7 separate regions of the Mus musculus genome follow, and regions 2, 3, 4, 5, 6 and 7 are each linked to region 1. Evidence: chromatin contacts called from public ChIA-PET, HiChIP or PLAC-seq and promoter capture Hi-C data. All regions are on one chromosome and are shown on one strand. Each heading gives the region's core, a stretch centred on a gene start, on an enhancer-like site or on the middle of the called end of the contact. The rest is flanking DNA. Distances are from core to core; before and after follow the strand shown. Region 1 holds the start of Slc35a5 (solute carrier family 35, member A5). Region 2 overlaps Sidt1 (SID1 transmembrane family, member 1). Region 3 overlaps Sidt1 (SID1 transmembrane family, member 1). Region 4 holds the start of Spice1 (spindle and centriole associated protein 1). Region 5 holds the start of Plcxd2 (phosphatidylinositol-specific phospholipase C, X domain containing 2). Region 6 holds the start of Usf3 (upstream transcription factor family member 3). Region 7 overlaps Usf3 (upstream transcription factor family member 3).

Evidence for each region. Promoter capture Hi-C pulls out the DNA fragments that hold promoters and counts their contacts. ChIA-PET counts read pairs in DNA pulled down with a chosen protein or histone mark. HiChIP or PLAC-seq counts read pairs in DNA pulled down with a chosen protein or histone mark. Capture Hi-C pulls out chosen DNA fragments and counts their contacts.
Region 2: an H3K27ac HiChIP or PLAC-seq map of differentiating embryonic stem cells shows a contact between it and region 1, with 5 times the contacts expected there. The contact joins the enhancer-like site here to the promoter of Slc35a5 in region 1. A contact is called at or near these places in 1 of 39 promoter capture datasets (pre-B cells) and 2 of 115 datasets of contacts at active chromatin or transcription factors (differentiating embryonic stem cells and embryonic forebrain).
Region 3: a promoter capture Hi-C map of pre-B cells shows a contact between it and region 1, with 4 times the contacts expected there. The contact joins the enhancer-like site here to the promoter of Slc35a5 in region 1. A contact is called at or near these places in 3 of 39 promoter capture datasets (cranial neural crest, pre-B cells and second pharyngeal arch cranial neural crest), 2 of 115 datasets of contacts at active chromatin or transcription factors (bone marrow-derived macrophages and large pre-B cells) and 1 of 9 other capture datasets (adipose tissue).
Region 4: a contact with region 1 is called in a promoter capture Hi-C map of adipose tissue, with 2.3 times the contacts expected there. The contact joins the promoter of Spice1 here to the promoter of Slc35a5 in region 1. A contact is called at or near these places in 6 of 39 promoter capture datasets (the 3T3-L1 cell line, the C10 cell line, erythroid cells and 3 more), 5 of 484 Hi-C or Micro-C datasets (CD4 T cells, embryonic stem cells, erythroblasts and 2 more), 2 of 115 datasets of contacts at active chromatin or transcription factors (bone marrow-derived macrophages and microglia) and 2 of 9 other capture datasets (adipose tissue and liver).
Region 5: a contact with region 1 is called in an RNA polymerase II ChIA-PET map of memory CD8 T cells, with 14 read pairs. The contact joins the promoter of Plcxd2 here to the promoter of Slc35a5 in region 1. A contact is called at or near these places in 2 of 39 promoter capture datasets (hippocampal neurons and pre-B cells), 3 of 484 Hi-C or Micro-C datasets (B cells, embryonic stem cells and muscle stem cells), 1 of 115 datasets of contacts at active chromatin or transcription factors (memory CD8 T cells) and 2 of 9 other capture datasets (adipose tissue and liver).
Region 6: a contact with region 1 is called in a promoter capture Hi-C map of liver, with 8 times the contacts expected there. The contact joins the promoter of Usf3 here to the promoter of Slc35a5 in region 1. A contact is called at or near these places in 14 of 39 promoter capture datasets (the 3T3-L1 cell line, 3T3-L1-derived adipocytes, the C10 cell line and 9 more), 3 of 484 Hi-C or Micro-C datasets (B cells, the C10 cell line and double positive thymocytes), 6 of 115 datasets of contacts at active chromatin or transcription factors (astrocytes, bone marrow-derived macrophages, extraembryonic endoderm stem cells and 3 more) and 2 of 9 other capture datasets (adipose tissue and liver).
Region 7: a contact with region 1 is called in a promoter capture Hi-C map of hematopoietic stem and progenitor cells, with 4 times the contacts expected there. The contact joins the enhancer-like site here to the promoter of Slc35a5 in region 1. A contact is called at or near these places in 3 of 39 promoter capture datasets (hematopoietic stem and progenitor cells, liver and pre-B cells), 2 of 115 datasets of contacts at active chromatin or transcription factors (bone marrow-derived macrophages and embryonic midbrain) and 1 of 9 other capture datasets (liver).

What each region holds. Positions count from the first base shown.
Region 1 is chr16:45,156,324-45,160,166 of GRCm38.p6, reverse strand. It overlaps Slc35a5 (solute carrier family 35, member A5), which reads left to right and starts at 1,494. Exons shown (of 7, transcript NM_028756.4): 1 at 1,494-1,785; 2 at 2,521-2,706. The coding sequence starts at 2,541. Atg3 (autophagy related 3) reads right to left here and starts at 1,338. Exons shown (of 12, transcript NM_026402.3): 1 at 996-1,338. The coding sequence starts at 1,067.
Region 2 is chr16:44,279,092-44,283,069 of GRCm38.p6, reverse strand. Sidt1 (SID1 transmembrane family, member 1) reads left to right here. Exons shown (of 25, transcript NM_198034.3): 8 at 545-616; 9 at 1,182-1,275. Among named protein-coding and RNA genes, the nearest start is that of Sidt1, 52 kb to the left of the region's middle. Within about 2 kb of position 2,054, at least 10 of the 459 cell types and tissues checked have an H3K27ac peak or open chromatin away from gene starts, as enhancers often do. A contact at or near this core is called in differentiating embryonic stem cells, where this site is marked.
Region 3 is chr16:44,241,574-44,245,295 of GRCm38.p6, reverse strand. It overlaps Sidt1 (SID1 transmembrane family, member 1), which reads left to right. Exons shown (of 25, transcript NM_198034.3): 23 at 51-161; 24 at 1,715-1,828; 25 at 3,597-3,722. The coding sequence ends at 3,659. Among named protein-coding and RNA genes, the nearest start is that of Usf3, 70 kb to the right of the region's middle. Within about 2 kb of position 1,820, at least 19 of the 459 cell types and tissues checked have an H3K27ac peak or open chromatin away from gene starts, as enhancers often do. A contact at or near this core is called in adipose tissue, bone marrow-derived macrophages and pre-B cells, where this site is marked.
Region 4 is chr16:44,345,262-44,349,486 of GRCm38.p6, reverse strand. Spice1 (spindle and centriole associated protein 1) reads right to left here and starts at 2,086. Exons shown (of 18, transcript NM_144550.4): 1 at 1,981-2,086.
Region 5 is chr16:46,008,323-46,012,407 of GRCm38.p6, reverse strand. Plcxd2 (phosphatidylinositol-specific phospholipase C, X domain containing 2) reads left to right here and starts at 1,995. Exons shown (of 4, transcript NM_001134480.1): 1 at 1,995-2,714. The coding sequence starts at 2,552.
Region 6 is chr16:44,170,468-44,174,704 of GRCm38.p6, reverse strand. It overlaps Usf3 (upstream transcription factor family member 3), which reads right to left and starts at 1,308. Exons shown (of 8, transcript NM_001029889.2): 1 at 1,195-1,308.
Region 7 is chr16:44,197,331-44,201,447 of GRCm38.p6, reverse strand. Usf3 (upstream transcription factor family member 3) reads right to left here. Exons shown (of 8, transcript NM_001029889.2): 2 at 2,427-2,544; 3 at 2,281-2,329; 4 at 770-834. The coding sequence starts at 816. Among named protein-coding and RNA genes, the nearest start is that of Usf3, 26 kb to the right of the region's middle. Within about 2 kb of position 2,152, at least 65 of the 459 cell types and tissues checked have an H3K27ac peak or open chromatin away from gene starts, as enhancers often do. A contact at or near this core is called in bone marrow-derived macrophages and hematopoietic stem and progenitor cells, where this site is marked.

The sequences.
Region 1 (3,843 bases), core at 245-2,744:
CACTCTGTAGACCAGGCTGGCCTTGAACTCAGAAATCCGCCTGCCTCTACCTCTCAAGTGCTGGGATTAAAGGTGTGCAACCCCAACGCCTGGCCCAAAAGTATTTTGGTAATAATTATTGGAAAGCATTCCCCCCTTGCCAAGGAAAGATCGAACAGCCTACTCTGCCCATCAGCAGATTTCACCCCTGCACTAAGATTGGTAAAATTCTAACTGAAAGCTAAGTACAGAACAAAAACTACGCAAAATTATCTGTTTCTCTTTTACTGCTTGCTTTTTACAAAGCAAAATCAAGTTACCGTATGTAGCCTAGAAGGTGTAAGAAAGCTCTGAATGAAGCCCTGAAATTTTACTTTTGAAAGCAAGTAATCCAATCTGTGCTAACAGCTAACCTATCACAACTTTCACCTAAAAATGTCAATAGTGTTTCCAATCTATACAATATACAATCGGCTGTGCTGAACTGTTGCTGTAGGATCACTCAAGTCCAAGATTAATAATCACTTACGGCTACCTTAAAGGCTTGAGAAACGTCAAGTTTCGCTCTAGTTCGGCTCAGAGTTACTAACATGTCACAGTTTACTATGTTCCTCTGAAACCTAAGCAAGTTGGGAATTAGATCACCCGAAAAGCAAAACTTCCTATGAAACTTGGAAGGAAACGTGGCATGCTGTTTAGCCACCAAGCTGTCATCTTTTCAAAGGTTAACCCAGTCTACCTATTTAAAAGACTATGGATGTCAGAACGTTCGTACCTCTGCTCCGCACCACCTAGCCGTGCACTCCAAGGCGGCACTGATCAGTGGAGACAGCAGGCACCCAGTTTCACTCTAGTGGAAGCGGGGAAGCCAGCAAGCCTTGGGACTGGCCCAGGAGCCCAAGGCAAGAGGCAGCACCCGGCCGCGCGACTCGCCCCTCCACCTTCTACACCCCGTCCACGCTGGGGACCGGGACTTGGGCAACCAGGGCAGAGCAAGCCAGACCCTCCCCGCTTACCTTGAGGACCGGGGTCAGGTACTCGGCCACTTCCAGAGCCTTTCCCTTCACCGTGTTGATCACATTCTGCATCCTGGGGCTGGAGCAGCGATAGGGCACGGAGGGACTGTCGCAATCCGGGCCACAGGGGAGTCAAAAACTGCCCCGGACGTGCCCGACTGGCATCGAACCTCGCAGCGGCACCGGCCCGGCCGGGGGGGAGGGGCGGCGACACGCGGAGGCCCGGCCCAGCTGTCACCTGGCCGCCACCGCAGAGGGCCCAAGCCGGCTGAGCGAGAGGCGGGTGCGCGCGCAGCCCCCGGCCTTCTCCAAGCTGTCTCTCTTCCCCGGAGCTCCACTGAACACCCCTTCCGGCTTCCCCTTCCTCTTCTCACACTCTCCCAACAGCCCCGCCGCCACCTAAGGCCTCACGTGACTCGACTCTCCCAGGACACGTGACAAAAGGAGGCCCGCGGGGGCGGGACCGGCCGGCCTCTGCTCCCTCCGGCCCGCCCCCCGGAAGCGCTGGAATGAGCGCGCCTGCGCAATGGCCGCTCAGGCTGCTCTTCCCTAGCGGGCGGCTCTTAGCTTTGTATTCCAGCCCTGGAAGGCAGCGTGAGAAGGGTTGATTTTTATTGTTTTTTGTTTGTTTTTGTTTTTGTTTTTTGTTTTTTGTCGCCTTTGCTCCCGGCTCATAGTTTCCCCACCAATGGGCCTTCAAAACCTACTGCTGCTACTACGAACTTAGGCAGTCACTATGTCGGCTCTATGATGTCCGTTCTTGCACTAGAACCTTCCCTGAGCGACTGAGGTAACCGCGCCCTCGCGGGCTGAGTGTTGTGGCTCGAGCGTGTTAAGGGGCTTGGGAGCCGCCCGCGATTCCTATTGCGCATGTGTGGGAGGGTTTCCCTGACAGTGAGGGAAACCTGGTGGAGGTGGGAGGAGTGCTGACCCATTGGCCTTCTGTCCATTGGCTTGTGCCCACCTGCTCTCTGATTTGGGCCTGTGTCTGCGGCCCTTGACGGCTCTATGTTCCCATCCTACCTGTGCGCGTTGGGCAAGTATTTACCCTGCCTGGAGTTTCGTGACCATCTGTCGTGAAAGACCGACCAGTTAGGCTCACTGACCCAAGATGAGCCTTCTGGTCCCATCCTGGTTCACTTAAGAGTCATTAGCTGTGATTCAACTATTTGCACTGAGGTCGCTTCTGTAAAAGAATCGTTCCCAGTGAGCTCTTTTTCTGCTCTGAAAGGAAAGGCCATTCCAAAATTCATTCCTTGTGGACCAAAGTTAATACGAATAAACTGCTTTTCTGCAGTCCCAAACTGTCAGTTACACATTTCCTAACTTATTTCCAATCTGGCCATCCCCTCTCTGTCTTGAGACTTGCCTCTCCTATCAGATGTTGGCAGTATGGTTTGTTTCCTTTAAGTCCTCTCTGTTGTCCTCGGCTGTCTTCCGTCTGCTGTAGTTGTGGCCAGACTTCTACAGGTTTCCTTTTCTATTCTTCACAGTCTTCAGTCTTTGCATTGTGTTTAATCCTTAGGTCTGCCGACGGGGCTGCTCATGAAAGTGATCTTCTTAAGGCAATTAAAAACCCGTGGAATGGAAAGAAAATGCTCCAGGCGCCCTGGGTTAGGCCCACCAACGCTGTACACATTCCTGCTAGGCATTATATTCATTACTCTAAGTTCAAGTCGAATCTTACTGGTAAAATACTCTGCCAATGAAGGTGAGTTAAAATGGAAATGTGTATGGGGTGCTTTTAATCATTTGCCTGGTGTTCTTATGAATAAATTATACGTGATGCCTTTTAAAGTACTATGCTTTGTGTCCATGATAAAGTGTATTGAAAATTTAAACTTTAACCTTGTGTGTTCCTTGGCAACATTTTTTTAACCCTGGATGAAATTTGGATCATTTAAGTGCAAGGTAAAGCACAGTGTATCTAACATCTGATTATACCCAGATGCCCAACAAGTGTTTCTGGATTTCTAGTAAAACATACAACTATAGCTTATTTGGAAATACAATATATTTGTTTAGTTATCTAGTTGGGCTCCTACTTGTGAATGTAAGTCTCGACTTCAGTTAATATCATGCCCTAGGCTCTGTTTTAATAGCATATTAGTTTCTTTCCTCATTGCTCTGACAAAATACTTGCCCAAAGCAGGTTAAGGAAAGGGTTTCTTTGTGCTCACTATCTGAGCGTAGGGTTCACCAAGCAAAGAGGTCATGGTAGCGGAAGCTCTCGTAGCAGTTATTCACATGGCACCCACAGGCATCAAGCAAGAAGAGAGAGTATGCTTGGGGCAGAAGAGATACCCCAGAAGCAAAGAACACTGGCTGGTTTTCTCGAGTCTGTAGGTTCAGTTCCCAGCATCCACATGGCAACTCAAAACTGACGATAGCTATAATCCCAGAAAGTTGAAATGTACTCCCCAGATCTGCTAAATACACTTCATCCACTGTAGTCTTCTGCCACCTAACTAGAATTCTACCATCCATTGACATATTACAGGAAAAATATTTTCAATTTTTTTTAAAAAGTCACACCCAGCTCATTTTCACTTTCTTATTTAGTCTAAGATATTAGCCCAGGAAATGCTGTTCCCCAAAGGTAAGGTGGTTCTTCCTACCTCAAGCTAATTTACATAGTCCCTTACAGGCATGCTCAGAGGCTAATCTAATTGAGATAATTCCTCACTAGACCAGAGGCCTAGTCACAGTCATAGAGTTCATAGTGCATACAGACGATATCCTTAAGAGCTTGGTTTATTAGAAGAGATAAACATGTAAATATGTTATAGAAGTCTATTAAAAGAAATGGAATAAAAAAGACTATGTCCAAGCTGCAGAGACAGTCTGA
Region 2 (3,978 bases), core at 805-3,304, 880 kb after region 1:
ACACTTTAATCTCTTAATTATGTAGCTCTATAGGCTTACCAGCATCGTCTAATGTTCCTGAATAAACTCCAGGGCCTTTGATGACTATGTAAAGAAAAAACATTTTTGCTGACTAGGAAAAAATGCAAGCGAAGGAGGATGTAGCTGTCTGGTGTGGGCACATTTCTCTTGAGATGGCTGTGGACATCAGGAGAAAGGTCAAGTCTTTCCCAGTGGAGAAGGAAGGCTGTTCCATTGCATTTATGTCACTTGGTACTGCCGAAGTGCACCCAAGCAAAGGCCAGTCTGAGAGCCTTCACCACAGGGACAGCTGACACGTTAGATGTTGGCTCTTCCTCCAGTTCTTCTACATCAGTCAGAGCGGACTCTGTAGAAGACATTGTATAATACAACTGTTCAGAATGGAGGGTGAGAGTCTAGTATCTGATCCATTGTGTTCTGTGTCTTGTTTGTTTGTGTTATTGTTTTGGGTTTTTTGTTGTTGTTGTTGTTGGTTTTTGTTTTTTTGTTTTTGTTTTTGCTTTGGTTTTTGTTTTTTAACCAGAAAATGAAAACCAGACCTGGAATCTACAACGATCAAAGAACCTGAAAGTGACCATTGTCCCATCCATCAAAGGTTGGTTTTGGCTTTGGAGTGTGGTGGAGAGAGTCCTGTGTGGGGAGCTCTATCGTGTCATTAAATGCTAATGTCTCCCTCTCAAGGGGAGCCATCATAAAAATACTCAAGTGTATTTAATGTACAGATAGGATCAGATCTTCTTGAAGAGAAACAAGCTAGCGTGCCTGTTGGTGGTGGAGTGCTTGCCTAACTTGTATGAGGCCCAACAGCCCAGAAAGATGGGGGTGGAGGGAATAAGGAAGGAGAACTAGAGAGAAGGAAAGGGGAAGAGAAAGAAGAAGTGGGGGAAAGAGAAATAATGGAAAAGAGAGATAGAGGCAAGGAGAGGAGGGAGGGGACTCAACTCTAGAGTTGTAGATAGTGATCTTTTCAGGTCGTCACTACAAAGCTACTTGTGGGTAGCATCCCAGTGGCCTCCCACAGTGCTCAGCTCCAGTGACATATTATTGGGATTTAAGAATGGATGTGATGGAAGCTGATCGATCTTATAAGCGGTGCTGTCCCCAACACAGTCCTCCTATTTCCAAGGACAAGCTGACCAAAGCTGTTTCTCTCTCCTCAGAATCTGTATATGTGAAATCTAGTCTTTTCAGCATATTCGTTTTCTTGTCCTTCTACTTGGGATGCCTGCTCGTTGTGCTTGTCCATCATGTGAGGTAGGTGCACAGGTTCTTCCTCCCCTTTGCCTCTCTGTGTGGTGTTCAGAGCATGGGCTTTGGAGCACACTGACTGGCCCACTAAGTGTGGTCTTGGGCAAACTGCTTTTTCTTCTGTACTTGGACTGCAGGTTTTTCTTATGTGGAGTGAAAGAACGTTTGGCTCACTTGCAGATCTGAAGTCAATGTCCCACATAGCATGCTGGTAGAGTTTTCACTGTGAAAACACAACAGTGAGGTGACTTGTCTGAGTTTGTACCTGAGAATCCTCTCTGTAGATCCCACAGACTGAAGGGAACCGCCAGCTCTTTCCAGCACGGAGTCTGAAAACAAACTGAAGCATTCTGTCGAAAAGTTAATCGAATGCTTAAAATAAATCTTGAGGTATAGTCCGTAGCTGGAGCGATGTGCTTTGATACATATTACCAGGTGCACCAATCTCCCAATAAAATATTCCTTCAGGGAAAAGGGAGGCTACCCCCCCCCCACACACACACGGTTTTAAACATAAGTAAATAAATAACATTTTATAACACTCTCTGCTTCTCTCTGCGGGGCTGAGCTTTGAGAATTCTGGTTTTGTTATGCTTTCTGAGAAACAACTACAAAAGGCTGACGGGAGGCTTACAGTAAACAAATAGAGTTTCCCCCTCTCATCTTAAACAGGAGACAAAGTGTACAAAGACAACAGAGAGCTCTGAGACTGTAAGCCACACACCAACTCTGAGCAGCACTCTTGGCTGCTTCCTTGGCATAACAAAGGCCCATCTCTCAGTCCAGGAAACAACTCTTTTTCCGCACTCTTATAAAAGTTGCCTCCAACCTGCTCCCCACCTGGGGTGTGCCTGTAATCCCAGCACTCAGGATGGGGGAGGGGGGAGATTAGCAAATTTAGAGTCTACAGGAACTAATTACATAGAGAGTTCAGGGCCAGCCTGAGCTACAGAATGGAAAGCTTGTCCCAGAAGGCCAAGGCCTGGGGATATGACTCCGTGGGAAGTGCTTCCCTAGTGAGTGTAAGTCTTGGGTCTGAGCTTCAGCACAACTAAAAAAATAAATAAGAACCGGATCCACCACTTTCCAAGCCTGGGTGGATTGAAGCAACAAACTAATTGGGAAATATGCATTGTAGGCCATTTGGAAAAATGGAAATATATGAAGACATAAAAATCTCAGAGGAAAGATCTAAATAACCACAAATATATATCCAGTGAACCCAACAAATTTAGAACAACAGCTCCCCATCAGTAAGATGTTGCCAGCAACATGGACATTCAAATGAGTATATCTCCCCCATAGCGGGCCAAAAGCTCACTGATAAACACAGAGGAAGTGCCGGGATTGAAAAATCATTTGCAAACATCACAGCTAACATTGGCTCAGGTTAAGAATGGTCAGTAGAGCAAGGTCTGTACTCACAGCTACTTCAGAGGCTGATCAAAGGGATTGAAAGTTCAAGGCCTACCTGTGCTACAGAGTGAGTCTTAGCCTGGGCAGCCCTGCCTCCAGATTTCAAAAGAAGTCTCCAGGCAGTGGTTGCACATGCCTTTAATCCCAGCACTTGGGAGGCAGAAGCAGACCGATCTCTGTGAGTCCGAGGCCAGCCTGGTTGACAGAGCAAGTTCCAGGACAGCCCGGGCTACACAGAGAAACCCCATCTCCAAGAAGGGAAAAGAAGTCTGTGGCTAAATCTCAGTGATAGACCAGTTTTCTAGCATGGGCCAGACCCTAAATTTAATGCAAAGAAAAATAATCACCCATGACTGCTAAGTTGAGGAGGGGGATTCTGACAAGGAACAGGGTACAGTGGTTGTGTGGCCTGACAGTGTAGCTTCATAAATTACTAAGTCAAGAGAGAAAAATAATAAATATGCAGCGGAGAAACAAAACACACTGATCCGTTGATGAGAATAAATACCACTGGGGGAAGGTGAGCAGAGTGTGCCTCCAGACATGACAGCACCCCGAGGGAGGTCCAGCCTCACTCCCTATAGCTCCCACAAATGTGTATTTCGAAACTAACTATGGGGAAGCATCAGACACGAAATTTGCCATAAAGGGGACAAAAGGATTCAGTTACAGGAGATGTTAAGTGTGCAAATGAAGACAGTGGATCTTGCATTAAAAGAAAACCAGTATGTCATAAAAGACAGTTTTTAGGCCTTTTGGAATTAGAAGACACACAGTCGATGAAAGAGTCTGAAATCCTAGCTATGCTGGGTGAGAAGGAAGACAATCTCTAGTTCAAGGTCAGCCTGGGCTACAGAGTGATTCAAGTCCAGCCTGGGCAACTTAGGGCCTGCCTCAGAACAGAAAGTAAACAGTGGCTGAGATAGCTCAGGGACAGAGCACTTGCCTAGCGTGTATGACCCCCAGCAGCACATTAAGTAAATGTGTATGCAAGCATTACATTTGAAGAATTTGACTTGTTTCACTCTGTAGAAATAATGAAGGTAAAATCTCAGCCGGGCGTGGTGGCGCACGCCTTTAATCCCAGCGCTCGAGAGGCAGAGGCAGGAGGATTTCTGAGTTCGAGGCCAGCATGGTCTACAAAGTGAGTTCCAGGACAGCCAGGGCTACACAGAGAAACCCTGTCTCGAAAAAACCAAAAAAAAAAAAAAAAAAAAAAAAAAAAATCTCTAACAACCTCAAATGACGTTCAAATGGCACAAGAAAAAGTTTACATACATTTAGATGAGTACA
Region 3 (3,722 bases), core at 571-3,070, 920 kb after region 1:
GCCTGCCGGCAGCTGAGGCTCCAGCTTCAGTGGTTTCCATCTCTCCACAGCTTCGAAGCTCTGAGAAAGTCCTCCCGCTACCAGTCTTCTGCATCGCGGCCACTGCCGTGGTGTGGGCTGCGGCACTGTACTTCTTCTTCCAGAACCTCAGCAGCTGGGAGGTAAGAGCCCTGCTCCTTCCTTCCTCCCTTCCTCCCTTCCTCCCTTCCTCTCCCTCTTCTTCTCCCTCTCCGTCTCCCTCTCGTCTTCTTATCCTTCTCCTCCTCCTTCTCCTTCTTTCTCTCTCTCTTCTTCTCCTCCTTCCCCTCCACTTCCTCTTCCTCCTCCTCCTTCTCCTCCACTTCCTCTTCCTCCTCTTCTTCCTTTCTCCTCTTTCTCCTCTTTCTCCTCTTTCTCCTCTTCCTCTTTCTCCTCCTCTTCTTCTTCCTCTTTCTCCTCCTCCTCCTCCTTCTCTTCTTCTTCTTCTTCTTCTTCTTCTTCTTCTTCTTCTTCTTCTTCTTCTTCTTCCTCTCTCTCTCTCTCTCTCTCTCTCTCTCTCTCTCTCTCTCGCTCTCTCTCTCTCGGCAGTTCTTGCTTCATCATGCCTTTTGTACCTTCCTCCCTCTCTTGCTCTTTTGCTTCTTATGTTTCCCCATTATCTAAATTCACAGCTTCTTCAGAAGAGAGAAGGTTTAATGAGCACACTTAGTCAGCAAGTGACCTTACTGAGGTCATGCTACATCAACTTGAAAGCCCTGTAGATGCCACAAACATCTTCTTCACTGTCTCCTACAGTCTGTTTGCAGAAGATATTTAACACTTGATTACCATATTGTCACGGTCTCTCTCATCATAGTCGTCATCCATCAAATGCAGGGGTGGAGCAGGGCAGAGCAGGGCAGGGTTCTATGTCTGTCTTGTAGGCAGGAAAGCTGATGTCTCATAAAACCAGTGCTGTGTCTGAAGCACATGCGTGAAGTCTCAACTCTACCACAGCATCAGCACATCTGATTTTAGAACAGTTGTATGACCCCAGAAAGAAAACTAGTGAGCAGCCATTTTGTTTCTTCTTGAAGTAGTAGCACTTGCCAGCCATTACCCCGCCTTCTATGGCTATAGAGTGGTCAGTCTGGGCATTTCCTAAAGCAGTGGTCCCCAAGCTTCCTAATGCTGCGACCTTTTAACACAGTTCCTCATGATGTGGTGAGCCCTGACCATAAAATTATCTTGTTGCTTCTTCATAACTGTAATTTTGCTAGTTATGAATTATGATATCCATAGCTGATATGAAAGATCTGATGTATGACCCCACCCCCAGCCCCAAAGGAGTCCTGACTAACAAGTTGAGGACCACTCTCCCAGAGGTAGACCCACATACCATGTGCCCCTGAGCCTGGTTTTATCCATGCAGAGTACAGTGTAACAGTGTCTAGGTCCTCCATGGAGTGGCCCTGCATCAACATGTCCTCTAATTACTGAAAAGTCTTGCCCTGCGGGACACAGTACAGTACGTGTAACCAGTCCGTTCATCTCTTGATGGACATTTGAGTTATCTCCATTCTGGAACTATTATACACATTGTTATAATAAACGTTGCTTTGAGCTACTGTATGCACAATCCTTGAAAGCTGACTTTCTGGGCGCTTAGTAGGATTTTTGTAGCTTCCTCAAAACCAAACCCTGAAATACTCAAACCATGGGATTCTTGCCTATATCTGTCGCACTTTCCCCACAGGGGACCCCTGCAGAATCCCGGGAGAAGAACCGTGAGTGTGTCCTGCTGGATTTCTTTGATGACCATGACATCTGGCACTTCCTCTCTGCGACTGCCCTGTTTTTCTCATTCCTGGTGAGTCAGCTGGGTCTCCCCCTGTCTTAAGTCTCACAGTTCCCTTCTGCTCCTCGAACCTTTATTCCTTCTGGTTATTTCCTGCAGTTCTTCATTGCAAGTCAATGCACTCACCATCTCGTGGTTTTGGTTTTTTGTTTTGTTTTGTTTTGTTTTACTGTAACCTTGTGTGATATCATAACTTTCATTTTCCTCTACTTTTCAATGTTTGGACACACAGAGTGACCAAACTCTTTTCCTTAAGTTGCACAGTGCCCTTGGATGGAGTTGGTTATTGGATTTAAATGCTCAGAATTCCCCCAGGAACCACTTAGGGCACTCACTAATTCATCCGTGGACTTCCTCCTTTTCATAATAGACTCTCTTCCTTCCCTTCCTCCAGTCGTCTCACTATGGATTTTGTGAAGATTAAGTTCCCAGAGAAGCCACCTAATGAGCATGTTCCAAATCTAGGGTCCCTGTAGTTTGCTGTGCCCCTTCCCAGTATCCATGAGTAGACATGCTTCTAGAAGATGACCACCGTCAGCATTTAGTCCTCCCCCTCCCCCTAATTAAATGTCTGTGGTGCCTGAACACAGGCTGGGGTGATAACTGGGTTGTCACTGCAAGATGGCTTCAAGCCCTCTGAGGCCAACCATGCAATCACACAAAAGCAGAGCATGGCTTCCCTCTAGTGGCCAGTGTGGAAAGTTCAGCCAATCTCTCTGACCCTTGGACTTTTCCCATAGGGGGACAAAAGATAACAAAATGGAGCTAGTGGTTCTGTGTAGGGTGGGAATTGAAGTGCTCTCTCCCTCTCCCTCTCCCTCTCCCTCTCCCTCTCCCTCTCCCTCTCCCTCTCCCTCTCCCTCTCCCTCTCCCTCTCCCTCTCCCTCTCCCTCTCCCTCTCCCTCTCCCTCTTCCTCCCTTCCCCTTCCCTCCCTACCTCCTACTTCCCCTTCTCCCTTACTTCCTTTTTATTTTAATTTTTTCTTTACATAAATTACATCCCAACTGCAGTTTCCCCTTCCCCCACTCCTCCCAGTCCATCCTTCCTCCCTCCTCCTCCCCTAGATCCACTCCTCCTCTATCCCCACCCCCACCCCCCAAAAAAGAGCATGCTTCCCAGGGATGTTACCTGGACAAGGAATAATAAGTTACATAAAAATAGGCACAAACCTTCATATCAAGGCTGAACTATGTGACACAGTAGGAGGAAAGGCGTCCCAAGCACACAAAAGAGTCAGAGACACCCAAACCCTTGTTAGTGGCCCTACAAGAACCATATATGGGCCGGGCGCAGTGGTGGCGCACGCCTTTAATCCCAGCGCTCGAGAGGCAGAGGCAGGCGGATTTCTGAGTTCGAGGCCAGCCTGGTCTACAAAGTGAGTTCCAGGACACAGCCAGAGCTATAAAGAGAAACCCTGTCTCGGAAAACAAAAAACAACAAAAGAAGAACCATATATGGAAGACCTAGCTCATACCCGTACAGGGTCTGTCTGTGATTGTTGATAACCTCTGGGAGCTCCTATGATCCCTGCTTAGTTGATCCTGTGGGTTGTATTCTAAAATTCTTCCTCCCTCTCTTCTTGTACAGCGATTGCTATACTTCATTTCCCTTAGTCACCATCCAGGACACTTACCCAAGTATTTTACCATCCTCTGGCCTGAGCTCCCAACCTTCACAGATACAATTGTGAAATAGACTGTGTTCTATCTCATGTGCCTTCTTCCTGTTTAAGATCCTTTCACGGATGTTCTCTTCCCATCTCCAACCCTCTCACTCCAGGTGCTGTTGACCCTGGATGATGACCTGGATGTGGTCCGGAGAGACCAGATCCCTGTCTTCTGAGCACCCAGCATCACAGGGGGAAGACGGAGCAACCCACCTTGGTGCTGTTTTGTGGAAAACACG
Region 4 (4,225 bases), core at 837-3,336, 810 kb after region 1:
ACTCTTTCCTCTTCAGACTACGCTGGACTCTTTCCTTGGAAAACGTAGCCAAGGGCCCTCATCTCGGTCTATCCCTGTCCTGTCCTCCTCTTACACGTGTCCCTTCACCCAATACTGGGGAACCCTACCACACCCCCACGCACTGGATGTGAGCAATGGCAGTAAACTGCAAATGAGTCTAGTCATATGCCAACTTCCACTGAGCTTGCTTTCTGGACCATCGTGAGGTCCAACAGCCCCCTTAGTGATTCTCAGAAACCTCTCAGCAAAGCTATTCCTATACCGGGCACACAGACACATAACTAAAGGACCATAACTAGACAGTTTCTAATGAATGTTTCCTAACTGTCCCTAAAACATCAAGCGTCCTTTGCTGTGCATTCACTGCCCTTCCATACACCTCAGAGTATAGTAAGATGCAGCTCGTTTGGCACAGCCCTCCCAATCCTCTAGATCTAGATACCTAACTGTTTGACTCAGTTACTAAACTTAGAGAATTGCCATCCTTCTTGTTGCTCTGGCTTAAGCGTAAGCATCGCCTCTGGTTCCTAACTGTCTCTTTGTCTGCTATGTAACACAATCTATAAATCCTTCCTTGAAATATCCCGCCCATCTGTCCGTTCTTTTCCATTTCTACTAGGAACAATTCTGAACAGCCTGTTATTAATTTTCCTGTAAGGTTTTCTTCCCATTCATCCATCCACTCCACGTTATCAAGTAACTTTCAACGTGCTTGCTAGGCACCAAATAAAACAAAACAGAGAAGTAGCCTGTGCCCTCTCAGAGGTACGTTTCTCAAAAGATCATAACTAAACAACTTCTTACAAAAGGCAAGCCTGAAAGTTAATTCTTTGTGTCAAGGAAGTTCCTAATCTTCAATACACATGAAGAAAAGCTGCCTCCTCTCCTTAATTCCCTCCACAAAGTCGGGCTGAAAATAAAGAGTAAATAAAAGAAAATCAGAATGCTGGGCAGTGGTGGCCCAAGCCTTAAATCTCAGCACTTGGGAGGCTGGGGCAAGCAGATTTCTGAGTTCGAGGACAACCTGGTCGACAGAGTGAACTCCAGGACAGCCAGGGCTACACAGGGAAACCCTGTCTTGAAAAAAACAAAAAAAGAAAGGGGGATGGGGGGAGAAAATCAGAAAGAAAATGTTCTCTGCAAGTGGGTGTGTGTGTGTGTGTGTGTGTGTGTGTGTGTGTGTGTGTGTGGAACATTTACAGAATTTGTTTCAGTCTGAACAATAACAGTCTAAAAGCTAACTGAGGGCCCCTGCAATTTGAGGGCTATACAAAAGACCACTGGAAGCCCTTGCCTGCTCTTAAGGAGGGATGGTGGAATTCTACCAGATTTACCTTAACTAGTATGAAAACAAACTGGGGGACAACCAGAACACTGTCCCTGCCATCAATCTTACCCGGATACAGGGATACAGGGATCTCAACGTTTTACTCCCTCGTAAGATTTTAATGGAGCCCACTGTAGAGAAAAATCCAACTTCAAGAGCTGCTCTTCGTGCGGCCCCAGTTTTCCCTCCCACCCATACTGAGACCCAGCTGTGACCTTCACAAGCAGTGCCATGCACTGTCTGGAACAATTTCCTATTTTTGACTCCCAAGCTCAAGCCTGTCCCAAACTTTCAAACGGCCCCTTCCTTAGAAACCCTCACCTAAACGCTCAACTTAAAGGACGCGCCCTGTCCCAACACCCGATACTCTGCCACTCCCTAGCGGGACAGTAAACAACTGCATCACCCGCCGGCCTCGGGATTTCTCCCGCCAGCAGGGTGCGGGAACGCGGCGCGCGTGCGCGGGGCCCGCTGTCCCGCGGGGGATCCAGGCGCTCCCCGGAACCGCACTCTCAGGCTCTGCGAGGCGAGCGGCCGGCCCTGGGGTGCGCACGCCCACCCGGGCGCCGAGACCCAGGCGGAGACGCCGGCCGCTTCTCCTCGCCCTATGCCCCCGCTTCACCCCAACCTGCCTTGCCGCTGGCCGACTGTGCCTCCGCCCCGACTAAAAGTTCAGCCTCCAGAACCACAGAGCCCGCCACGGGGGAACGCGGAAAGTGGCTTCCGGGCCGTTGCCTGGGTTACCAGAGCTCCGCCCCCACGCCTTTGCGTACATCCGGCGAGCTCCTCCGAGGCGACCCAGAGGCGGTACTGGCGTGGGGCTCTGCAGTTCTCACCCAAAGGGCCAAATGGCGCGCCTGTCATAAGCCTCTAGAAGTCTCCAAAAGAAACTTGCACACCAACCTCCACATACCGCACTTCCTTGCCTTAACTTTTGATCGTTTGCTTAGAAATATGTCTTGCTACCTCCCAGTGGAGCCAAACGCGCTAGGTTCACCGGGAACTAAAACTGACCCTGCTCTCAGCAAGTTTACAACCCCATAGCAGCAAGCTATTGACGACCGAAATGTATAAGGTGAAAACTGTATACATGCTAAGAAGGAACTGTACAAACTAGATAGTGACCTTATGGGAATATTTCAATATCGCAGGAAAGCTGAAATGAAAGGAGGAGTAGATTATTTAAAAAGAAAGAGCATTTCTACAGAGGGAATTGCCTGTGCAAGGATGTACGTCAAACTGCAATGGAGGAATAGAAGTTGAGAAAACTTGGTGATTGTGCTTGGGTGGAGGCAGGATGTGCATAACTTCATAAATCATGTTAAGGACTTTACAATGAATGTCTTACCCTTGATAAGTTCCTTGGAAACCCCTGACCTTCAATTGTTAAGGGGAAAGCTACACACGGATCAACAGGTGTATATTCAGTGTCATCCAGGTGCAATGAACTGCCTTCTGAGACTTTCCACTCTGATCCAATGTGGACGTGTTGTCTATGTAATCGTCATCACCCCTTCCTCTCCAACTTGCTGTAGTCACTTGCCAAGTAACCAGCACTGGCTCTCCTAAGTGCTTGTCCATGCTGACTCATGCCCCCCAACTTTAGGTAAGCCCCTACCTAAAGTTGATGGAGCATCCTGTTAGGTCTCTGCTCCGTTAATTCTCTCACTCCCCTAGATAACAGTAGTATACTTTCTTATTTATCTCCTCTAACCTCATGCCAGTCTATGGACTTGCTTCTCATTTCGTTTTTAACACTGAATTAATTTCAGAAAACTTAAATCCGCTTCCATCACTGTTTCTGCCTTCTATCAACATATTTACCCACAGAGTTCATCTTTTCCTTCAACTTCCAAAACCCAATGAAACATGTGTGCGCATGCACACACACAAGAAAACTACAAAGTACATAATAATCAAATCAATCAAAACTAGTGATAAAGAAAAAAAATCTAAAAACATATGTGCACAAGAACATAAAAAGGGTATATAACAATTTCTCTTTAGAAACAAACTAGACAGTAGGACAATAATATATGTTGTTCCACTTGCTTCCTTGTTTTATTCTTTTCCATATATATATATATATATATATATATATATATATATATATATATCTTGTTTATTTTATGTATTTCATACCTATTAAAATGCATTTTCTTTAGAAAAATAATTAGCAAACTGATTCTGAAATTCTTGTGAAAGACCTACAATAGCCAAAATCAAAAGAACAAAATTTGATTTCTAAACATGACTGATTTTAAAACTTATTATGAAGATTATAGCAATCATAATGTCATGATATGGATCGACAGTTATACTGTCTGGGTTTGTGTGTCAACTTGACTCAAGCTGGAGTTATCACAGAGAAAGGAGCCTCCTTTGAGGAAATGTCTCCATGAGATCCAGCTGTAAGGCATTTTCTCAGTTAGTGATCAAGGGTGGGAGGGCCCGTTGTGGGTGGTGCCATCCCTGGGCTGGTAGTCTTGGGTTCTATAAGAAAGCAAGGTGAGCTAGCCAGGGGAGGCAAGCCAGTAGCATCTCTCCATGGCCTCTGCATCAGCTCCTGCTTCCTGATCCAGTCCTAACTTCCTTTGATGATGAACAGCAATGTGGAAGTGTGAGCTTAATAAACCCTTTCCTCCCCAACTTGCTTCTTGGCCATGATGCAGGAATACAAACCCTGACTAAGAAAACAGTCATTCAAATATATCAATGAAGTAAAGCAAAACTCAAAGTAAACTCATACAAGTGTAGAAAACTAATGTTTCATAAAGGTAGTTTAGTGGAGAAATGGTAGCTTTAAAAAATGAATCTTAGCTGGGCGTGGTGGCACACGCCTTTAATCCCAGCACTCGGGAGGCAGAGGCAGGCAGA
Region 5 (4,085 bases), core at 746-3,245, 850 kb before region 1:
AAACCACAGTCTAGAAAGGGGAAACAAAGGCTTTTTACGGAGAACTTGACCAGCATCACTGAGGTGAAATCTTCTAGGAAGTGTTTTCTGAAAACACACAGCTCTGGTTTTTGGTCTTGCTTTGGTCCAGTATTCACTCATTGTAATGTTTTGGGATGGTAATATACATCCCGTGATGTTGAAAGCATGTGATCTGCCTTTTGACTTTGATTTTGTAGGAAATTACAGTTAAATGATTGGATGAATCACAGAAGAGTCTTTGAGCTTGGGACTTTTAACATTGTTGAGACTGCTGTAGATTATGGGGACTTTTGAAGTTGAACTCAATGTATTTTTCATTATACTCTGGCCAGCTGTAGCCCCCATAGACTCATGTGTTTTAACAAGCCTATGGGAGCCAGAAAGTAGAATGTGGTCTTTTGAATATGGTTGGCCCAGGGAATGACACTATTAGGAGGTGTGGCCTTGTTGGAGTAGGAGTGACCTTGATAGAGGAAGTGTGTCACTATGGGGGTGGGGTTTGCCAGTCTTCACCTGTGTTTTGCCTTTGGAACAACATGTAGAACCCTCAGCTCTTCCAGGGCCTGCCATGCTTCCTGCTATGAGGATAATGGACTGAACCTCAGAACCAGTAATCCAACCCCAGTTAAATGTCTTTTATGAGAGTTGCCTTGGACTTGGTGTCTTTTTACAGCAACGGAAACCCTAACTAAGACAGGTAGCCTGGGATACAGGGGTAAAATGGAGGTCATCTGGTGATTAAACGACAGCTGCCCTAGGGTTTTATACATAAACTCCAGGAGTTTTAAGAGTTCTGGCCACTGTTCTCTTTTCCCCTAAGGCCCTCCTGAGTCTCTAGGGTCCTTCTTGCTATAAAAGGCTACCTTAATTTAAAATTTTTTAAATAAAATTATCTGTTTGCCAAAATAGTATTTTTTTATTATTTATTTTATTTTATTTTTATTTTTTGCAAAGTATGCAGGTCAGATCTTGGAGGTGGCTCAGTGAGTAAAGGTGCTTACTGCCAAACTTGACGATCTGAGCCCCGGGGACGGTCTCAAGGAAGGAGAGAACTGGAGTAATCTGTCCTCTGAACTGCACACATGCATGTTCTCACAGAAAAACGCATACAAGAAATATATAAATCTAACTACAAATTTTAACTAACAATATCGGATTATAAAACTCTGTACTACATTTGAATACTATTTGAAGTGGGAACAGTTCAGGAAGCAGAGAAGTGGGTCTGTGTTCTACAGACCGAGTTAGGGAACCTCATTTCAAAATGAACTTTGCACAGACTGCCACCACGTGACCTGCCTCAGGCTGTTTCATCCATTCGAGGAAGTGTATCAGCAACTCTGAGTCTTGTGGTAATGCTGTGAGGAGCAGGTGAGACAAATAATTCAAAAGGTTTCAAACAACAGCAACAGGAACCCAAAGCACCATTATCTCCTCCTCTGTGAAACGGAAATAATGGCACTGGCCAGTTTCAGCGGACTGTGCAGGAGAACTGTCAGTTTGCATTGTTTCAAACACAAACCTGCTTTGATGCTGCCATCTAAATAGGAGCCGCAGCAGCACCTTTCTCTGGCCTCTCTAGCTCTCCTGTTTCTGCTGCTACGGTGGTTTGAAAAAAAAAAAAAAAAAAAGTAGCGCGTTTCTGGGTAATTTTCACCGCAGTGAGAGTAAGGCCGAGGGAGAGAGGAGAAACCTTTGAGGTCGCGTCAGAGATCTACAAGAAAAAGATCAATCTGAGGACAGCCGGCCACGGTGCACATCTCCCCTTCCGGAGCAGCAGGCCGCAGCCCGACCTGTCCACTCGCTACCCCGCTGGAGTGGAGAGGGGAGGAGCTAAGAAGCAGGGGAGGCGTGGGAGCGCGATGTAGGGGCGGGCCCTCAGAGCGTTGTCCAATCAGAGAGAATCCCGCCAACGACCAATCACAGCTCGCCTAGTCTGGCAAATCTGCCCGGCAGTGCGGGGCGGGGCCGCCAGAGTCCCGGGGCTGCCGGTTACTCTTCTGAGAGCCCTTCAGAAAAGCACAGGGCAGTGGGCAGAGAAGCCAGGGGGCGGGGGTGCAGGCAGGCCCAGCCTGTGTACCAGCCCGGGGAAACCCACGGAAGCACCCATGAACAAGAGATGGTGCAACCCGGGTGCGCACGTGTGTGCAGCCCGCTGGCACGTCTCTATGCCCTGTGGGCACCTGTCGTGTGAGTAGCTCCGGGTGTGGCTGTTCCTGGATGTTGTGGGTTTCAGGAAGGTTTGTATCTTCGGGCCTGCCTCCCCCGTCTCCAGAGGGGAACTAAGAAGTTTAACTGACCAGGGACTGAGGAGATTAAAGGAGTGGATCTCAGTGGCAAGGCGAAGAGGGTGGGGACTGCGGGAGCAGCAGGCAGGGGAGCACCTATTTGACCCATCTCCCAGCTAGAAAAGGATCTTGAAAAGACTGGCGTGACCCATGTGCTCTGAAATGTTTAGAGAGCCCCGAGCGGTGATGACCACAGAGTGAGTGGCACTAGACTGAGCCTGTCTAAATCGTGGACGACAGGGATGCTTGCATTTAGAAAGGCCAGAAGGAAACTCAGGATGGGTACCATCTGCTCTCCCAATCCCAGCGGGACAAAGACAGCCTCGGAGGTCTGCAATGCCGACTGGATGGCCTCGCTCCCCGCTCACCTCCACAACGTCCCCCTTTCCAATCTGGCAATCCCAGGTATTCGTCTATAACTACTTGTTCGCACTGTGTTTAATGCTGCCATTTTAGTGTTTGCTAGTGGGTTGGTTGTTTTCTGTTGTGTTGAAAAACAATTGTCAGTGATCTCTTTTTATTTCCAAATTAAAAAAAAAAAAAAAAAACTTAACAGGAAGGTAGCTGCTGTAAAGAGAGTCAGTCAAGCCGACTGCATCACTGGCAAAAGGGACAGTTGAGAGAATGGAATCACTGCGCTGTTGTTTTGTTGTTTTTATTTTGTTTACACCATACGGCCTCAGTCTAAGAATGTTAACCATCTTGATGCAGAGGCCTGGGTATGTGAAAGGCTCGCTGACTTGAATCATTTAAGGGAAAGGGGGAGAGATCAAGAATAATGGGTAGAAAGTCCTTAACAATCTTAGCTCTGGGTCAACATTGAAGCTGAAAAGAATATTTTTCTCATTTATCTGACCTTTCTTGAAAACAAAAATCAGATAAGTGTTAGAAAATAGGTTCAGATTCTAGGCTGGGCATCAAGGCACATAGTTTTGTTGTTGGAAATGCCAGAAATAGAGGATGCAGTCTGTCCTCACAGGCAGTCATTAGGTGTGATGAAGTGACGGTGTTTGAAGCTTTGTCTATATATACACAGGTGTCTGCCTAGCTGATGTAGAACTGGAGCCTTGAGAAGCACCTCTGTTCTTGCTGCATTCCTCTGCCAGAGGCTTCAAAGCTTGACAGTGCTCTCGGGCAATTGGTTGATCTTTCCACTGAAAGGCTTGCTAAAACATAGTTATCTTGGGCAGGATGTTTAGACCACACTGAGCTCAGGTTGGTGAGGTGGGTGAAATCCTACAATGCTGGTACTTAAGAAGCACTCAGGGAGCAAGCGGTGGACCAGTTCTTTCTCTTGCTTGGGGACATAGCAATTAAAGTTTAGACTCTCAGACAAGCCCACATGCATTCCCTGGACCTACTTGCTTTTCTCTTCTGCCTTAAAAGATGACCTCAAGACACCTCCATCTGCTTTCTATGCATGGGACAGAGAGGTTTGGGGTTTTTTGTTGTTGTTGTTGTTTTGGGTTTTGGGAGGTTTTTGTTTTGGTTTGTTTTTGTTTGCCTTGCTCACCTCTCTTGGAGCTCTTCCAGGTTCACTGTCCTCATGGGCCCTAACTGCTGTTAAACAAGAGAAAGATTGAAAGATTTTGTTACAGCTACAAGTCCCTTCTGTCTTACTGGCCCTTAACTACAGTTCCTGGGGAAATGCCAGATGGCCATGCTTCAGAACATGTCTCCTCCATGTTTAATTGATGCCTATGGAGTCACTGCCAAACGATGCATGGGACACTTCTAACATGAGTCATTTGCCTTCGGGCTCTCCGATGGAATTAT
Region 6 (4,237 bases), core at 59-2,558, 990 kb after region 1:
AGACTACTGCCCAACCTTTTGACATTGTGACACAAACTTGTCTTTACAAGGTTCACTCTCTGGAACCATACAATGAAATTAAGAAAGGAAAAAAAGAAACCCTCAAGGGATTGGATATGTTTTCAATTTTGGGTTGGACCACTTTTATGTTCATTCTGGGTCACAAGTGGCTGTTGGCCTTTGGCATGCTTCTTGATACAGCTTTCATTCACAACTCTTGGCTTCTCAATGAATCTTCCTCAGTTTGCAACAAATACGTTGTGTATTTCCCAAGCAAATGGAAACATAGTATCCATACAGCAAGTCAAGTGTTCTGAGGGAAAGGAAAAGGTCACCGAGGAAACTGTCGGCCCTGCAAAGAGCAGATCTGACTGGCCATGGGGAAAAGCTACTGCAGGGTCCACTTACTCATCAAAGTTTCCTTTAAGACTCTGCCACTGTTACCCATAAAGTCGGCCAGACCTATCATGTTTGTTAATTCACTCAACTTAGTGGTAAAATGTTATCTGAACATTAGTTGGTTTTGGCAGTTAGTTTTTTGTGGTCTCTTATCTACAGATGAGGTCAATAAAAGCAAAAAAGACCCCACAGAGAGAAGAGAACTCTATCCCCAAAATGCCCAACCTCAGCCAAGCGTCCAGAAACCTCATGCTTGTTCAGGAAATTTGAAATCGGACAAGAATGCCATTCGCATGGACCAGTGCTATTCAGAAGCAAAAAGATGGGCTTCTAAAAAGAAAACGTCAGCCTAACTCTCCGACACAGAGGTGAAAGTTACAAAAGCAAGCAGCGAGTTTGACGAGTGGATCAGAAGGAAAGTCAGAAGACAAGTAAAGAGATGGAAGGGATGGCAAAAGGTGAAGGAGGCTAGCAAAGGCCACCCGGTGGGGACCTGGCTGCCCAGCTCTTTATGCACCCAGGACAGCATGGGGCCTCTGTCCGCCGGCGCGCACCGGGAGCAGGGCGAGCTCCCTCAGGCCTGGCACCCAGGGTGCGAGCATGCCGGAGTGAAGAGAGCGATCGCCCCGGGATAGGTGGGGAGTTCTGGGGACCCCAGGAACGAGGGGCACTCAGCCTAGCCCTCACCTCCCGCGGCTAGGAGGGGGTGGGTGGAGCTGAGCCCGGGGCCGCCCCCCGGAGCCGCCCCCGCAGCCGCGGTCCCGGCTGTCAGCGCCCCCTCCCGCGGCCACTCACCCGCCGGTGACGCGCTCCGGGCCACGGCGGCGGCGACCCCCGCCTGGGTCATGGTCCCAGGAGCGGAAGGCAGCGGTGTCTGGCCGTCTAGGCGAGCCTCTGGGTCCGCGGCCGCCCCCTGCTTCTGCGGGGCTGGGGGAGCGCGGGCCCGGGCCCTCCTCTCCCCCCGCCCCCGCCGCCTCTCCTCGCGGCCACCGCCGCCGCAGCGAGCCCGAGCCCTCGAGGCCGGAGACCCGGCGGCAGCACGGCCTCAACTTTCCCAGCCCCCCTCCCCCCGCCCCTCCCGCCCCTCCCGCGGCCGCCGCTCGGCACGCGCACAGCCTAGCCTGGATGCGCCTCGCTCCCGCCCCGACCAACCGGCCGGCCAATCCGGTGCTGGGGAGGCTGCCACCGTGGCCAGTCAGAAGCCGGGATTCCGCTGCGCTAGGCTGGAGGGCGGGAGGAGAAGGAGGGAAAAGCTAGGAGGGAACAGGCCTCGGGCGGCCCAATGACCAAGGCCGGGGGGCGGAGGTGTGCAAGTTGGGTTGAAAGAACAGGAAATATTCTTAAAGGTAGAGTGACAGGCAGAAAGGAAAGCCAGTAGGTGGATGAGAAAGAGGTGGGCCTGGTTCCTTAAAGGGGACGCTTTGAGAAGCTAGGAAAAAAAAAAAAAAAAAGAGGTTTTTAAGAAACTTCCTCGCACCCTGTTCTGTATTATGCTTATGGCAGCTTTCAATGCAAGCGTAGAAATGAAAAAAACTGAAGAGGAGGAGAGTGGCAAAAGATAGACAAGTACCTTTAGCCTGGAGGGTTAGAAGGTGGTAAATGAAGGTGGAAAATCCAGTCCTATGTGACTTCCCTCAGTGCACTATCTTTGGATATTGGAGACTGCAGGAATTCGTATACGGTGGACTCTTGACGTCCTTTATTTGCACGAAGCCCGTTTTCAGAAAGGTTCTGCAGTCCCCTGCTAAGGAAGTGAGTGCGTGGCTTTGGGGGATGGGATTGGAACCTTAAATTTAGGCTACTAGACACCCTTATTTAGGACCGGAGACCTCAGCGTCCTCTAAAGTGCCTTTGGAGCTCTTGAACTATCCAGCTATCTTTTTCTAGTTTTGTTTCATTTCACAAGCCCGCCTCCCCGAGACAGGTGTCTGATTCTCCACCTAGTGGTGGTGAAAGATTTATGAGCTTTTCACAACCAGATATAGCCAATTGGACTGGAACGCAGGGCATAATAGAAATACTACTTGAACCTATGTACAGTAGAAACAGACCTTGCATTGAGAAAAAGGTTAACAGTAACCCCGTTTTATGTTTCCTCCGCACTTTGAAAATCTGTGATAAAATAGGCCCTTACTGTTACTTCAAATTTGGTGCTAATAGGCAGTTTGATTTCTTTTTCACTTCCTTGTCCCATCTGGGCCAGGCCAGTGAGTTTTTTTGTTGTTGTTGCTGTTTTTCGAGACAGGGTTCTCTGTGTAGCCCTGGCTGTCCTGGAACTCACTTTGTAGACCAGGCTGGCCTTGAACTCAGAAATCCGCCTGCCTCTGCTTCCCAAGTGCTGGGATTAAAGGCTTGCACCACCACCCACCGCCCAGCTTGCTAGTGAGTTTTAATTAACTTTTGAATACGTTTGTCATTCCCTAGTCCCTAGCAGCAGAGACCTTAGGATCAGATCTGTAATAGTAATACTAATAATACATCCATGAATCTATAATGTTAATATATGTCCAGCTACACGAAATCATTTCGATGTCAGTATAAATATAAGGTTTTATGGGTAACACATATCAAATCCGGGCTACACGTAACTTCCTGAACTATAATAAATTAATTCTAATTTAAAATAAAAAAAAAATTTGGCCAGGCAGTGGTGGCACATGCCTGTAATCCCAGCACTTGGAGGCAGAGGCAGGCAGATTTCTGAGTTCTAGGCCAGCCTGGTCTACAGAGTGAGTTCCAGGACAGCCAGGACCGCACAGAGAAACCCTGTCTCAAAAAAAACAAAAAACAAAAAAACAAAACAAAAAAAACCCCTATATATATATATATTGGAATTTTGTTGTTTGAGACAGAATCTCAGTGTGTAGACTAGGCTGGCTTTGAACTCATAGAGATCCAGCTGCCTCTGCATCCTGAGTATGAGTGATGGAATTCATAGTGTGCACACCAAATCCAGATGCAAAACAAAGTTTTGACAATTTAGAAAACAGAATTTAAAGGGTTTTGAATCATTATTAATATTTTTGACATGATTTCAAAATAGAAAAAAAGCCAGGTGGTAGGCCTTTAATCCCAGCACTCAGGAGACAAAGGCAAGCAGATCTCTGTGAGTTCCACTCTAGCCTGGTCTACTACATGAGTTCCAGGACAGCTAGGGGTACACAAAGGAACCGTGTCTTGAAAACAAATAATTATTCAAACAATCAAACAAACAAAACAAAAACTCAAGTATTTCTTGAGAAAGCTCAGAATATTAACTTTTACTCTTTTCTTTTTTTTCTGAGATAGAGTTTCTCTGTGTAGCCCTGGCTGTCCTGGAACTCACTCTGTAGACCAGGCTGGCCTCAAACTCAGAAATTCGCCTGCCTCTGCCTCCCAAGTGCTGGGATTAAAGGCATGCGTCACCACTGCCCAGCTAAATTTTAGTTTTAATCCTCATTTCCTGATTGAAGTCCAGATCTCAAGCTAGTGAGACAGCATGGTGGCTCAGAGTAAAGGTGCTATCTGCCAACAAGCCTGGTGACCTGGCTTTAAACTCCAGAGCCTACATGGTAGAAGCAGAGAGGGAACTCCAAGAAGACCGCTCGCCTCCATATGTGCGCTGTGCATGAGCACAAACACACACACACACATAGAAATAAATGAAACATGAGAAAACAAAGTTCAAATCTCAACTAAGGAGCCGGGCAGTGGTGGTGCATGCCTGTAATCCCAGCATTTGGGAGGCAGAGGCAGGCAGATTTCTGAGTGCGAGGCCAGCCTGGTCTACAGAGTGAGTTCCAGGACAGCCAGGGCTACACAGAGAAACCCTGTCTCAAAAAAACAACAAGACAACTCA
Region 7 (4,117 bases), core at 903-3,402, 960 kb after region 1:
GACTGCATCCGAGCCATCTTCCCACCTGTGGACTCAGGTTATCCAACGCTTACATTTACTTAACATTTCTACTAAGGACATTGACTTTCCCTTTTTGCATAATTACCCAACGCATTAGCTTTCACTAATAGCTATTTGGTAAGAGAAGAGAATATAGTACTTTTAACCTTACTAAAGGCAGTGGCTTGGGCTGGAGAGACCATTCAGTGGTTGGAGGCACTGCCTTTTCTTCCAGAGGTCCTGAGTGGACCACATGGTGGCTGGCTCACAACCTTCTGTAATAGGGACCTGATGCCCTCTTCTGGTGTGTCTGAGGACAGTGACAGTGTACTCACATACATGAAATAGACAAATCTTAAAAAAAGGAAAAAAAAAAAAAGCAGTGGCCACACAATTCTAGGCAGATATTGCTTAAATGCTGGAAACTCAGAAGAGGGCCTATAAGAAAATGAAAGTAATGCTATTTATATTTTCACTAATGGATTATAATGTTACAAATTAAATACAATCTAAATGTTTCAAGAGCTACAAAAGGAATACAGGATGCCAGGGAAAATGTCCTTAGAAAGCAAACATGTGACATAGATTTGATATAATGTTTTAACTACTGTTGATCACTCTTACTTCTCAGGCTTCAGAGAGAATAAAGCCAGGTAAATTCTTGCTATGTGAATCTTTCAGTAAAGCTATTTGTACAAGCCACACACATTGGAACTAATTCTGCTTCTTACCTGCCTACGTGATATTATTTGGGGCTGTGGATACACACCTGTGCTGCTTTTTCGTAGGCGTCTCATGCTCTGTCATTTCTGGCATGGTGAGAGTGATAGGACTCTACAAAGGGATAAAAAGACAGATATACTCCAAGATGTTTAGCTCTTCTAAAGTTCAGAGAAATCAAATGGCAATTCTATTTCAATACCAAAAAACAAAACAAACAAAAAACCCACAGAAACATACTTTACTGGATGTTGTAGATGAAAGGAGATCTAAGGAAATAGAACGCAAGTTGGAGATCCCAACACTAGGAGGGCAGAGCCAGGAGGATCATGAGTTGGGGCCAGCCTGGGAGGCCTGGCAGGTGCCAGACTAGCATGAGCTTCAGAGTAAGCTGCCGCTGGTAAAGCACTTGGCCAGCATGAAGGAAGAGAACACACTGCCCGATCCTCTCCAGAAACGGCAAAGGCCAAACACTAGTCTAAGTAGCAGATGCAAAGCACAGTTAGGCTTCCTTCAATTTCCAAGTGTCACAAGTCTCAGTTATCCATGGAGACTCCCTAAAGTGTGAGTGTGAAAAATATATGAAGACCATGAATTTTCCTCTTTCTTCCTTCCTTCTTTTTCCTCTTGGCCCTCTCTCTTTTCAGACAGTCTCATTATGTAGTCCAGGATGGCCTCAAACTTGTAATCCCCCTGCCTCAGCTTCCTGAATGTTGGGATTATGGCATACACCACTACCTGGTTAGAAACTGATGTCCTATAGGGCAATCTACAGGTAAATGGGAAAAGCCTGGAGACAGGAGAGTTAACACACGCGCACAGTTGTACAAGGTCAGCAGTCCTACTGGGGATTCCCTTCTCCTCGCTGACTTTCCATAGTTTGAAAGGGAAAATGTTCCCGAGACACACTGAACCTTCCAAAAGAGGCCACCAAGGTAGCGTACCTGTTGGGCTACAAGGGAAAGATAGAAATGCAACACTCCCCATGACCCCTCTTCTGGGAAGGGGGAGGAAGGGAGGTAGTAAGTATAGAAGTAAACTCAGAAACCATGGGTTTAAAACCTGGCTGTACCCCTTCCTAGCTGTTCACTTGTGGGCAGACTCTTGGAACTTTAGTTCTACATAACTGGGCTGCTTTGAGAAGGGAGCGAAAGAATGTCAGGAAGGCACAACGCACACATGCACGCACGCATGCATGCACGCGGTGCCTGGAAGCAACAAGGGCCTAGGAAATGCTCTATTTCACAATAAGCCCCAGCCCTAGAAAGGAGGAGGGCAGAAGGAGGGAAGGCAGACAAGAAGCTGACAGGAAACACTGACTGATACGGCCTTGGAGAACATGGAGTCACAACTCATTTCCAGGCCTAGCAAGATGGCTTAGCAGGTGAAAGTGTCTGCTACCAAGCCTGACAATCCGAGTTCCATGCCGAGACTCACACAGAAAGAGGAACCGACTCCTGCCGAGTTGTTTCTAAATGCCACACACGTCATGCATGGGGTGTGCACACCACAATTAAAAAAAAAAAAAAAGTCTTACAATGTTTTTCAAAAACAACTCACTTCTGCAGCCTGTTCCTGTTCCACCTTTCCTTCTAGCTGGTGAAGCTGCCTAAGGCCGAGAGAAGCCCTGCAGTGGATGAGCACGGAACTGTAATGTGGGGACAAGCCAGCAAGCAAGCACACAAATGACCCATCTCCCTTCTCACCCAGGGGCTTGCAGAGTTTCTTCACTTTAGATTCCTGGCTTCCAACACCTCCTCTTTCTGATTCAAATCTATCATCTTCTGCCAGAAGATGGTCTCTATAGGTTATGTTTTCTTCTTACTACAAAAAAGAAAAACCAATGAGTGTTTATAGCCACCAAGTATCCATGAGATGAAGCTGGCAACTGATAGCATGCAGGCAAGTTTTAGTGGCAAGAAGAATATCCCTGGTCATTCCCCACCACTGGAGAGCAAGTGAATGCAGTTACTCTCAAAACACCCTTCTCCAGTGGGTAAACCATAAGGGGGGGGCGGTCTTACAGGCAAGGGACAGCATGTATACAGGTTCTTTTAATTCTGTACGCTCATGGTCCCTTGGGCCCTCACTACCCATGGATTTCTAAAGACCTCCATGTTATGTCTAATATTAAGACCCACCGTCAATTCGAAAATTATCTTTCCTTCCATTTCCCATTTCCCTTACTTAAATTTTATTTCTTCTTCACATGTGTATATACATTGTGTGGTGCATGGTTACAAGTGTGTGGGCACATGTGAGTATATGTGAGAATGCGCACACACGAGGAGCTCCAAGGGTGATGCCCTCTGCTTTATCCTTTTAGTGGCAATGACTCTCAATGGGACTCAGAGTTTCCTGTCAATATGGCCAGTCTCCATAGGCACCCTGTCTCCACAGTCCGAGCCACCATGCCCACCTGGTATGTGTGGGTTTTGGGGATTCTAACTCTGGTCCTCTTGCTCCCTTAGGAAGGTAGGCTAAAGACCTGTGAACAGAGGAGGGGACATAAGACACACTTCACAGCTCTGTGCCAGACCTACAAGTGAGGAAGAGCAGGGGGTCTAGAATTCTAAGTCTTCCTAGGAGATGCCCCTTTCTCCTTTCTTCTCTTTCTTTCTGCTCAGAAAGTCTGAGAACCTTAGTTCTATTTTAGGATAATGTTTCCCAAGCATAGATAATAAGAATTACCTCATTGTGCTTTCTGTCTGTGGATTTCATGTCTATGAGTCCACAGGTGAGAGAGAACATGTGGGATTTATGTTTCTGATTCTAGGTTACCTTACTTAAAATGTTTTTTAGTTCCATTCATTTCCTGCACATTTCCTAACTTAATTTTTCTTTACAACTGAATAAAATTCTATGTTGTGTGAGTGTGTACATTTGTTCATCTGTTGATGGACTTCCAGGCTGGTTTTATATCTGTGCTATTTTGAAGAGAGCAACAACAAACACGGATGGGCAAGTGTCTCTAAAACAGCGGATATCATCCTTTGTGTATATTCTCAAGAACTATATATATAGTTAGATTTTTTTCTTGTGTGTTTCTGTGTGTGCACATGCATGCACTCCTATGTGTGCAGTTTATGTGTATGTGTGGTGTATACATGTGAGTGTGTAGTGCAGCCACTGTGGAGGCCACAGAGCTTTCTCTATTGCTTTCCATTCTATTGCCCGCTTTCAAAGCTTTCTATCTTGCCATCTCACTCTAGCTAAGGCTATATTAAGTAAAAGTAAAGAAAGTAGACATCCTTTCGCTGTTCCTTATTATAATAAAAATGCTATTCAAGGGTGTGTAAACTATTGTAGCCACAATGGAAATTAATAGGGAGGCTTCTCAAAAAAACCTTAAAACTAGGGCTTGGGGAAGTGGCTCACTGGACAAAGGGCTTGCTGT